2 separate regions of the Macaca mulatta genome follow, and region 2 is linked to region 1. Evidence: chromatin contacts called from public Hi-C data. All regions are on one chromosome and are shown on one strand. Each heading gives the region's core, a stretch centred on a gene start, on an enhancer-like site or on the middle of the called end of the contact. The rest is flanking DNA. Distances are from core to core; before and after follow the strand shown.

What was found. A called contact is a pair of places that touch in the nucleus more often than the background predicts.
Region 2: a contact with region 1 is called in a Hi-C map of liver, with 2.2 times the contacts expected there. The contact joins the promoter of ZNF112 here to the promoter of ZNF235 in region 1. A contact is called at or near these places in 2 of 14 Hi-C or Micro-C datasets (fetal cortex germinal zone and liver).

Annotation. Positions count from the first base shown.
Region 1 is chr19:56,690,138-56,695,624 of T2T-MMU8v2.0, forward strand. ZNF235 (zinc finger protein 235) reads right to left here and starts at 1,445. Exons shown (of 5, transcript XM_077983222.1): 1 at 1,109-1,445. The coding sequence starts at 1,327.
Region 2 is chr19:56,732,031-56,737,581 of T2T-MMU8v2.0, forward strand. ZNF112 (zinc finger protein 112) reads right to left here and starts at 2,944. Exons shown (of 5, transcript XM_077983245.1): 1 at 2,784-2,944.

The DNA.
Region 1 (5,487 bases), core at 195-2,694:
CACTGGGCCCCCTCACCCAGCTGCTTTTGTTCATGAACATTTCATATTAACAGACCTAAATCAAATGCAGCTCCCTGCGTACTCCTTCTGAACCTTAGTCTCCAAGGAAATGAGACAAAGACAGGCAGGGTAATGTAACAGAGCCAAAATGCCTGGCTTCAAATTTTGGCATTTCTACTTATTTTCTACTGATCAGTATAAACAGTATAAGCAGTATAAACCTTAAGCGAATTATTAATCTCTCTGTGCCTTAATTCAGTCACCTGTAAATGGGGAAAATAATGCCTGTATTCTCTATTTCCTGCAGCTTCTGACAAGCAAGTGCTATTATGCTTCATAAAACTGCCCTTTTGAGTATGCTTTCTAGAAAATGAATCTTTCAAGAAACCCAGAACTCAAAGATAATTGCTCTGTCCTGTGAGTTACCATGACCCTCAGAAAAGTCTGTAACTGTGATTGGTTGTCTAACATAATTAGGTCCGTTGGTAATGACAGTTAAACTGCTACGGATTTTTTTTTCCTCCAATAGATGTAATTACTTGCAAATGTTACTCAGCTGGAGGAGCCTCAAGAAAGTCTCTTTTTCCATATGCATGAAAGCAATGACTACTAAAAACCTAAAACTCTCTAAGAAATGCTGTTACACTTAAGTTAACCACACGGGATTACTGGTTACAACCACATAATACTGAACATTTATTAGCGCCTCAGGACACCTCTGGCACTCTGCAAATCTGTAATGACGATCGCTTCTCTGAGATAAAACACAGAGGACATTCCCCAGGCTCCGGCTGGAACTAATCTCCTGTCAAGAGGCTAGAAAAGTACAAGAATCCAGGAACGGCCCCACATCAGGCAAGGATTAGAGAAGGGACAGCGGCTCCGTAGCTGGATCTCCGACCCCATCCCAGGTTCAGAGGAGTTTCCAAACAACAGGCGTCTTTTTGAGTATAACAGAATTAACGGCGGCATCCAACATTTTCCTATGCACTGGTTTTAAGCTTATTTCTATAAAATCTCATTTAATTCTCACAAGAACATCACTGGGAACGCACTAACCCTTTACAGGCACGAGGAAACTGAGACAAGGAGAGATTAAGTAACTTGCCCAATATTTTGCCGCGAGGAGCAGGCAGGACTGGCTCGTAAGTGCGTGAGGCTGGCTAGGGCAGCAGAGAGGGCGGGAGACCCTCAACCTCGAAGCACGACGCGAGCCCGCCCCCAACGCAAGAGGTTCCGCCAAGGGGACGCAAACTCCCGCAGTCTCCCAACCCTGCCCTCGAGCGCTGGCCACAGCTTCTCTTCCCCAAGCCAAGGACCGGTTCATCGCTGGCCCCACGCCCAGGCCAAGAGGGCTCGGAGAAGTCTTGGAGACCCGGAGCTGACTCACCTCCCTGGGAGCTATCTCAGGTCCGACCTCGCCTTCCTGGAGCGGAAGTGCCTGCGAGTGCCCACGGTTCGTGGACTCCACTTCCCAGAATTCCTAAGCGGAAGCGTCTCAGAGTTCTCTCACTCCTGGACTACAGTTCCCAGAATGCTCCAAGGGTCGTGCTTCCCACCAGCTGGGTTTTGTTTTGACTCAAGCCGGTTGGGTTTGAGACACTTCTCTGGCGCTACTACTGTCAGATTCCTTTTAGTTTTATTCATTTTAAAAATTCATGAGAAAATAATTGTAAAATTTTTAAAGTGATGGCATATAAAAGTGAAAAGTTCAGCTTGTATTATGAAAATAAGCTAGAAACCAAAATTTTTAGCAGAAACAAAGGGTAGGCTAAAAATGGGAAGCGTAAAAGTGACTTAGGCTGAGCTCCGATGGACGCCGAACGTTAAGGAATACCAGATCTCAAACTTGTGTCAAATGCCGGCTCCCCGAATATCATCAGCTCAACCTGTTGATAAGACAAACAACGGAATTTGTTGCTGATTGCAGCAATGGAGGACAACACTTCGACGGAGCGTTGGCACCTTCACAGAGCAAAGTGTCAAGGCAAGGTTGGAACTGATTGAGAACTGGATGTTTAAGGCGGGTCTTTCATTGCAAGGGATTTTATTAGTATTGCATAATGATCATGATACTACAGTCCGGGATTGGTGGATATAGCAAGGATTTTTGAAACAAAAAATCTTAAGGTGCAATCTATTGGTACTTTCTTTGGAAGAGATTGAAAATTTGATGGGTCTCTGCGGAAGCATAATGAACAATTAAACAGTTTGCTTGGGCAGGAATCTCCTCGAATAAAGGCCTGCTGATGAAGACAGCTGAACAATCATGTTAGTGCCGAAAGTAAATTGTGATGAAACGGGAAAAGTTCGCTTGTCCCCCTCCCAGGGCATGTAATGGGGGTGTGGCTCGTTTCTTCGTGCCCAGCTGCTCAAACCTCTAGGGGGAGCCTGCACACGGCAGGTTGCAGAGCTCCAACCCAACGACAGTGTCTAGGGGTGAATGTTTACAGCTCCTGAAGCCCCAGTGGGCGTATTTCACAGGGTACTTTTTTAGTTTAGCCATCCATAGGAGGCTTGTGTTAGCTCAATTAGACCCCTGCCTTATCGCAAGCACAAGAGGCGTCTTGTATCCCAGAGTTTCTTGCCTTGGTGTACCAGAAGAATCGTATCACACATGGGCTTGGAGAAAGACTGCAAGGTTTTACTTGCACATAAGTTTACTTATGAATGATCTATGGGGAAAGCTCTTCCCAAATACCTGAGGCTTTTCACCTTTCATGGGGATCGGGCTAATGCATAGCTGTTCATTTGGAAGAGGGTATTACAATTCATGAACTCCAGGGCTTAATCTCCACATTTGCCTAAGTTTGGAAGATCCTGAGATTTTTATTTTCCTTTACATACCCAATCTGCTTTAAAAATTTCCTGATTACCTAAAAGTATCTTATGACTGGTTTGTCAAATCAATATCCAGTCTATTCATTTTATTTATCTACTTAGGTGTATTTATTATTGAACACTACTGCATCATCCCCTTTTTCAGACCCTGGCCTGTTGAAGGAATTAGGTCAGTTGTTATGATGTTACACATTCTGGATTTCTCCAACTTTTTTGGCCTCTGTCCCTAGTTCCTGGGAGATGGCATTTAAACTCTTAAAATATCCTGAATTATAGAAGCTGTTTGTTATTCACGGTGGGCCACTCACACTCTATCTGACAGATTGTCTCTGACAGAAACACATCATGGGCCTCTAGATAAGTTATGCTAGTGAGATTACTTCAGATAGGTGCTGGTTACACCAGACAGATCGATCATGTGATTTGAAGTTTAGGACTCTGAGCCAAATAACATCAGCCTGTGTAGAGGATGGGGGCTAGAGATTGAGTTACACGTCAGTTCTTCAATCAATCACACCTATGTAATAAAGCCCTAATAAAATCTATGAATACAAGCTTGGATAGACTTCTTTGGTTGGCAAGTATTCTCATACAGCTGTGTGCTGGGAGGGTAATGTGTCCTGATTTCAAGAGAAAGAACCATGGAATTTTCTATCTGGAACCCTCCCAGACCTTGCCCTATGCATTTTCTACCTTTGGTTGGTTTTGATTTGTATCCTTTTGTTATAATAAAGCTGTAATTAATAAATATAATTTTCCTGGGTTCTGTGAGTTGTTTCAGTAAATTATTAAACCTGAGAGGCTAGTGATCAGAAGTGGTCAGCTGGTCAGAAGTGAGGGTGGCATGGAAACCCTTGAACTTGCAGTTTGGAATGAAAAAAGTCTTATGAGGACTGTGCACTTAATCTGTGAAGTTTGACCTAACACTGGGTAATTAGTTCCAGAAGTAATTACACCACTTAATAATATGGGCTAATACCTTTATGAACCTCAGGGCAGAAAGTATTTTGTTTAGAGACAGGGTCTCATTCTGTTGCCTACATTGGAGTGCACTGGTGAAATCATCATAGCTCACTGTAACTTTAAACTCCTGGGCTCAAGTAATCCTCCTGCTTCAGCCTCTTGAGTAGCTAGGACTAGAGGCATGTACCACCATGCCTGGATAATTTTTTAACGTAATTTTTTTGTAGAAATGGAGTCTTCCTATGTGGCAGAGGCTGGTCTCTAACTCTTAGCCTCAAGCAATCCTAATCCTCCCACCTCAGCCTTCCAAAGTGCAGAGGATTACAGGCATGACCACCTTACTTGACCAAAGTTTTCTTAATATGTGCATACCTGGGAGATATTGCAGGTTTGGGTCCAGACCACCGCAATAAAATGAATATCTCAATAAAGTGAGTCACATGATTTTTTTGGTTTCTTAGTGCACATAAAAGTTATGTTTATACTATACTGTAAACATACCATTTACCTGTGTAATAGCATTATGTCTAAAAAAAAGGCAATGTACGGCCAGGCACGGTGGCTCACGCCTGTAATCCCAGCACTTTGGGAGGCTGAGACGGGCGGATCATGAGGTTAGGAGATCGAGACCATCCTGGCTAACATGGTGAAAGCCTGTCTCTACTAAAAGTACAAAAAAATTACCCAGGCATGGTGGCGGGCACCTGTAGCCCCAGCTACTTGGGAGGCTGAGGCAGGAGAATGGCGTGAACTCAGGAGGCAGAGCTTGCAGTGAGCCGAGATCGTGCCACTGCACTCCAGCCTGGGCGACAGAGTGAGACTCTGTCTCAAAAAAAAAAAAAAAAGAAAAAAGAAAAAAGAAAAAAGAAACAAAAGCAATGTACATACCTTAATTTAAAAATACTTTGTTGATAAAAAAATGCTAACAATCATTTGAGCCTTCTGTGAGTTGTGTAATCTTTTTTCTGGGAGAGGGTCTTGTCTTGATGTGTATGGCTGCTGATCAGGGTGGTAGTTGCTGAAGGCTGGGGTGGCTGTGGAAATTTCTTAAAATAAGACAACAATGAAGTTTGCCCCAGTGATTGACTCTTCCTTTCATGAAAGATTTCTCTGTAGCATGTGATGGTGTTTGATCGCATTTTACCCACAGTAGAACATCTCTCAAAATTGGAGTCAGTCTTCTCAAACCCTGCCACTGCTTTATCGACTAGGTTTACATTATATTCTAAATCCTTTGTTGTCATGTCAACAGTGCTCACAGCATCCTCACTAAAAGTAGATTCCATTTCATGAAACCACTTTCTTTGTTCATCCTTAAGAAATAACTCCTTATCAAGTTTTATCATGAAATTGTAGCCATTTTGTCACATCTTCATGCTCCACTTCAAATTATACTTTTCTTGATATTTGTAATACATTTGCACCACCTGAGTGCTACTGTCCATTTCAGAGTCTACTTCCCAGGGAATGCAACCTGTAACAATGCTTCTCTTTGGGCAAAAGGCTCCTTTCTCTAAAGGCTGCTAATCTTTGACACATCACCCAGTCAGTGCATATTTCTCTTGGTACCATGCTTAGCTAAGCAATACTTCTTTCATGGATTCCGGATTGAGAAATTGCATTTTCCACTTCTATCATATAACTGGGTATTTGTTAACTCGATTTCCCCTATCAGTAGTAACG
Region 2 (5,551 bases), core at 1,694-4,193, 43 kb after region 1:
TTATACTAAGTCGATGTTAGAGATTTGCTTTAAAATACTGAAACAAAAAAATAGGGACGGGGCGTTGATACAAGATTGGCAAATGTTAACAAGGGTTGAAGCTGGGTGATGCTTCCACAGAATTATTTTAGTCATATTACATTTGGCTATGCTTATAAATTTCCGTAGTAAAAACTTAAGGGAAAATTAAAGCTATGAAGCTTATTTGGTTAAACATGGGTAAAAATTCAAAAAGAAGTCTACCGAAGAGGAAAATATTGAAATATTAATATTGTTATTGTTATAGCCTGTGGTTAGCATAATTAATTTTTTTCTTTTACACTTTCTATACTTTCTTAATCTTTTACAATATGCAATCATTTATATAATTAGAATGTGAACCATAAATATTTCAAGTAAAATTAAATTACAGATAACTAAAACAACATCAAAAATTCAAAGCTCATTAACCTTGCTTTCAGGGTCCTCTAGAAAAATCCACACATGGCCGGGCGCGGTGGCTCACGCCTGTAATCCCAGCACTTTGGGAGGCCGAGGCGGGCGGATCACAAGGTCAGGAGATCGAGACCACGGTGAAACCCCGTCTCTACTAAAAATACAAAAATTTAGCCGGGCGCGGTGGCGGGCGCCTGTAGTCCCAGCTACTCCGGAGGCTGAGGCAGGAGAATGGTATAAACCCGGGAGGCGGAGCTTGCAGTGAGCCGAGATCATGCCACTGCACTCCAACCTGGGGGACAGAGCGAGACTCCGTCTCAAAAAAAAAAAAAAAGAAAAAAGAAAAATCCAAACATGTCTTCTGAAGCTGATACTAAACACATCAAGAACTAAAGCAATGGATGGAAACTATTTGAATTCAAATCCCAGCTCAGGCTCTTACCACCTGGGTGACCTAAACCAGCGTATGCTCTGTGTCTGCTTATCTTTAAGATGAAAATGGTAGTACCCAACCCAGCCTCAAAGGGCTCTTGTGAGGATTAAATACGTTAATTCATATCAAACTCTTAGAATAATCAACACTAAATGTTTAAATACTGTCTTTATTACTCATACCCAAGTACTCCCTCATCCGTTTCTGCATTTATTGAACAAATATCAGGGCATCTTCGAGCAGAATTTCCCAAGAAATGAAGGAAATATCGTCTCCCCTGGAAAGAAAGGATGATAAGTACTACTCAGGTGAGACTCCGCTGCCAAGTGCCAAAGGATCATTCCCTCCTTCTCCCTGCAGCCTTTTTCAAGAAGTCAAGGCTAAAGAAGGAAAGGAGGATGGGAGAAATCAGCACTCCTGCATGAATTACAGCGGACTACCCAGACAGCCGGGAGTGAACCTCTCCTAAAGAAAAATCTCTCACTGATCAGAAAAGGGCCAGGGATACTCTGCAGCTGGAGCTCTGACCCCATCCTGGGTTCACAGACGCTTTCGGGGAACTGAGTGCTTCTCAGAAAATGAAAAAGTGCTAATAACAAGAGACCCATCTTTTACCATCTGTCAGGCTCTGTTCTCTTTTTATTTAACTCTCAAAAGAACTCCATTAGATAGATATTAGTACCATTTTTAAGAAAAAGAAACATAGGCAGAGAGATTAAGATATGCGCCTGTTATTACACTGCTATTAAGTGGCAGAGCTGGCTGATGGCCAGGGGAAAGGGCTGGGGGAGTACAGAACCCAGGAGATCCCCAGTCCCTGCGATGTAGGATCCTGAACTCCCAGCGCTAAGTGGGGATGCGCCAGCCGCCCCACACTGGAGAAGGCTCATTCAAAGAAAACACAAATCCCGCCCTTCGCCGCAAGTGGATTCTCCTCCCCTAGAGCGACTGCCCGGTTGCTACGGGCCCCCAGCAAAAGGAACATCAGTACGGACAGAAGGAGCAGGACGCAGGGCGGGGAGGGCTCACCTTTCTGGGAGGAACGAAGGCCGCGGCCTAGCGTACCTGGGGCGGAAGTGGCTCTGCCTGCAGAGACCTCCTGGACTACGCTTCCCAGAATTCCCGACGGGATCAGGGAGCCGGCCTCAGCCTCCTAGAGCGGAAGTTACCCGACTACACGGGGCTCCCAAACTACACTTCCCAGAATTCCTAGAATAACTCTCCACCTCTCTGCCTGCCTGGGACGCAAGTGCAGGCTGCCAAGCTGACAACCTGGATCATATTTCGCATGTGCGGGTCCCAAAGGAATTCCTTAACTCCCCCTTCCCGGAACCGAAATGCTTCCAAAGACAGAGAGCTCGAATATATGTTTCTCTATTTTCCCCAGCGGATCGTGCATGAAAGGCGCCTTTCCTGGCGCGTGTGTCTCTGACCCTGTGGATCTTATGGACAATTCCCGGAATTTCTTGCAGGGCAGCACTTCCCCTTAAGTCGTCTCTTTCTCGTTTGGATAGTCAGTATTTGTATAGTTATTATTCTCTTTTGGTTAGCCGTCTAATTTTCTACTGCTAGTCCAGCTCTACTGCCTTCCCCCTAGAGTTTGAATTTATTTTTTCTTCAAACGCGACACAAACCCAAATAAACTCAACCAAATCGGACTTTATCTACCTACCAACCAAGAAAATATCCCATAAAGGAGAGAACGGAGAAGCTTGCAATACAGGAAGAAAAAAAAAAAGAATTACAGAATGGAAGCGATGTGTGCGCTAAAAATGCAGGTACTGAAAGGAAATTGGGCTGACTTGTACTGGACACCGAATTTAAGGAATACAGGATCTCAACCTTTCTTTGGATTACTTTTTTATTCCATTTTGGTGTGGACGCGTCTGAAACTGATAGTGCTATTGCTACCTACCATACTGTGTTTGTTGATCCACAAGAACGTAGATGCCAAGAATCCACAAAAAACAGATGCAGCCGTTGATGAGGCCGTAAGCAGAAACAGCAAATGGTTCCCACGTTTCCTCTGCTTTAACTACTGATGATGAAATGCGAGTCATAAGGCAAATGGAAGGGCTGTAGTGATACAGATAAAATGTTATTATTATGAGAAGGGATAAGTCCCTTGTAAAATCTTGAAATTTTTTTCTTCTTTGAGAAAAATCTATCACCTATTTTCACCCTGCTGTTGATCTAGCCAACACTGTAAGTTGTCTCATGGAGGACAGGATGATTTAGGGAGGACCGTAAAGGGGTTGACTCAATCAAGAAAAGGAAGGTGAAAATAAAAAGACGTAACGACCAATCTTTGAAAATGCTCAGTGGCTTAAAAGACACTATTAAGAGATGAGACTATTTGATTCTTAACAACTCCTTTCCAAGGAAATGTTTTTGAAAATACATATGGTTTACCTATTAAAGAGGATCAATCTGATAATAGGTGAGGTGTTGTTTTTTTTTTTTTTTATAAAATGAAAGGGAAATTTAAAAATACAAGGGACAGAATAATACTTTGTATACTTCCACTTCCAGTAATAATAAAACTAGTGATTTGGAACAAACATCTGGCAGATGAAAAGTTAGCAAACTTTTTAAATGTCAAAAGGCATTAAAAGACAAGATAATGGAGAAATGGTGGGTCAAAATTCAGAAACAGTTGGGACAGTCATGCATTTGGGGCTACTTTTCTCCTGGGAATGAATGGTCTAGTCTAGGATCTGAAAAGCCCAGAAGCTCTGCAGCAATTTTGACACCTATGTGAAGCTGGGGGAACAAAAGATTCTAGCAAAAACTAAAATGCACATCTTTTCAAGCACGCATAAAATTTGTACAAATGAGTAAAATGATACGGGATTTCAAAATACTGAAATACTAAATGTGTTTTTGAATACAATGAAATTTGGCTAGAAATCAATAAAAACACAACTAAATGATTCATGTGTGCATTTAATAAATATTGTCTCATCTCCAAACCCACCATTTTTCACTCTGCTTTACAGGGCTGGAATGGCGGAATCTGCAGCCAATCTTTCCCTACCTCCACACCCCCCATCTGGTTCTGTGTTCGGCAACTATTAGCAGAAGAGTATAGGGGTGGTGGGGGCAGGGAGATATACTATATCCTGTGCCTGCCAGTCAACAGTACTTTTTCTTGTAGCAGCTGCCTAATTTGCAGTTTTTCTAACACTTGAATAACCAATTTCATCATGGCTCCTTGTAAACATTATTAAACAACTTCCCAAAGATTGATCCTTAGTTGTCTAAGTCCTGAAACTGCAGGGCCCTGCTTCTGAGCTCAGAGACAGCAGAACCAGCCAAACACTGGCCTCTCCTCAGAGGCCTGAGTTTCAGAAGAGCATGACCTTCCTCTAGACTTCTAAGTTTTAGTAATTCCTGTCTCTTCACTTTGTTTCCGCAGACCTCAGGTGGTTGCTGCTTGCTGCAGGTGCTACTTCCAGCAGTTGCTACTTGTATCATATATTAGAGTTCTTTTTCTGCTCTTTCAGAAATCTAGCTACCAACTCTGTAATACATGAATTTTTCTTTTCAAATAATTGGTAAGGTTTCTATCTCCTCAGTGGACCCTAAATTATAAACTGTGTTTGGAAATTAATTAAAGCACTTTTAAGTAAGCCACAGATAAAAGAGTATGGCATTGAAATCTGGTGTCATCGGTGAATTCTACCAAATATTTAAAGAAGAAATCATGTTCATCTTAAAATTATTCCTGAGAATAACAAAATAGGAAACACTTTCCAACTAACTTTATGAGGCCACTATAATAACACTGACACAATTTGTGAGAGGCTTCATTAGATTAGAAAAATGACAGGTCTGGCTGGGCGCGGTGACTCATGCCTGTAATCTCAGCACTTTGGGAGACAGAGGCAGGCGGATCACGAGGTCAGATCAAGACCATCCTAATACAGTGAAACCCCGTCTCTACTAAAAATGCAAAAAAAAAAAAAAAAAAAAATTGGGGGGGCGTGGTGGCACGCACCTGTAGTCCCAGCTACTCCGGAGGCTGAGGCAGGAGAATCGCTTGAACCCGGGAGGCGGAGATTGCAGTAAGCTGAAATGGTGCCACTGCACTCTAGCACTCTAGCCTGGGTGATAGAGCGAGACTCCATCTCAAGAAAAAAAGAAAAAAGAAAGAGATAAAAAGAAAATGACAGGTCTATCTCATCATAAATACTAACTTGCAAAAATCCTGAACAAAATGTCGCCAACAATATATAACAGGGTAACACATCATGACCTAGGTATCAAAAACTGAAAAAAAGAGTTTGATTAAATTCATCACCCATTCATCACGAGAAAAATTAGGCAACTAAGCAATAATAAAGATCTACAAAAATGGCAACAAATATCAAAAGGAACAGTGAAATATTGAAAACATTTCCTCTACGACGGGGAAGAAAATAATGATGTTCACCCCAACCATTTCTACTAAATACCACATTTGCTTCTTTATCCTTCAATCTTGCCAACTAATCTAATTAATTTTAATAATTTATGCGTAGATCTTTTGAATTTTACATGCACTCTCATGTTGACTTCAGAACTGCAACAAATGTGGCACTGCAGCGCCATGGGAACAGGGCAAATATTCAATACATGTTGCTGTTAAATTGAGTATTGTGAAATAAAACTGAAATTGACCTATACCTCCGACTATATGCA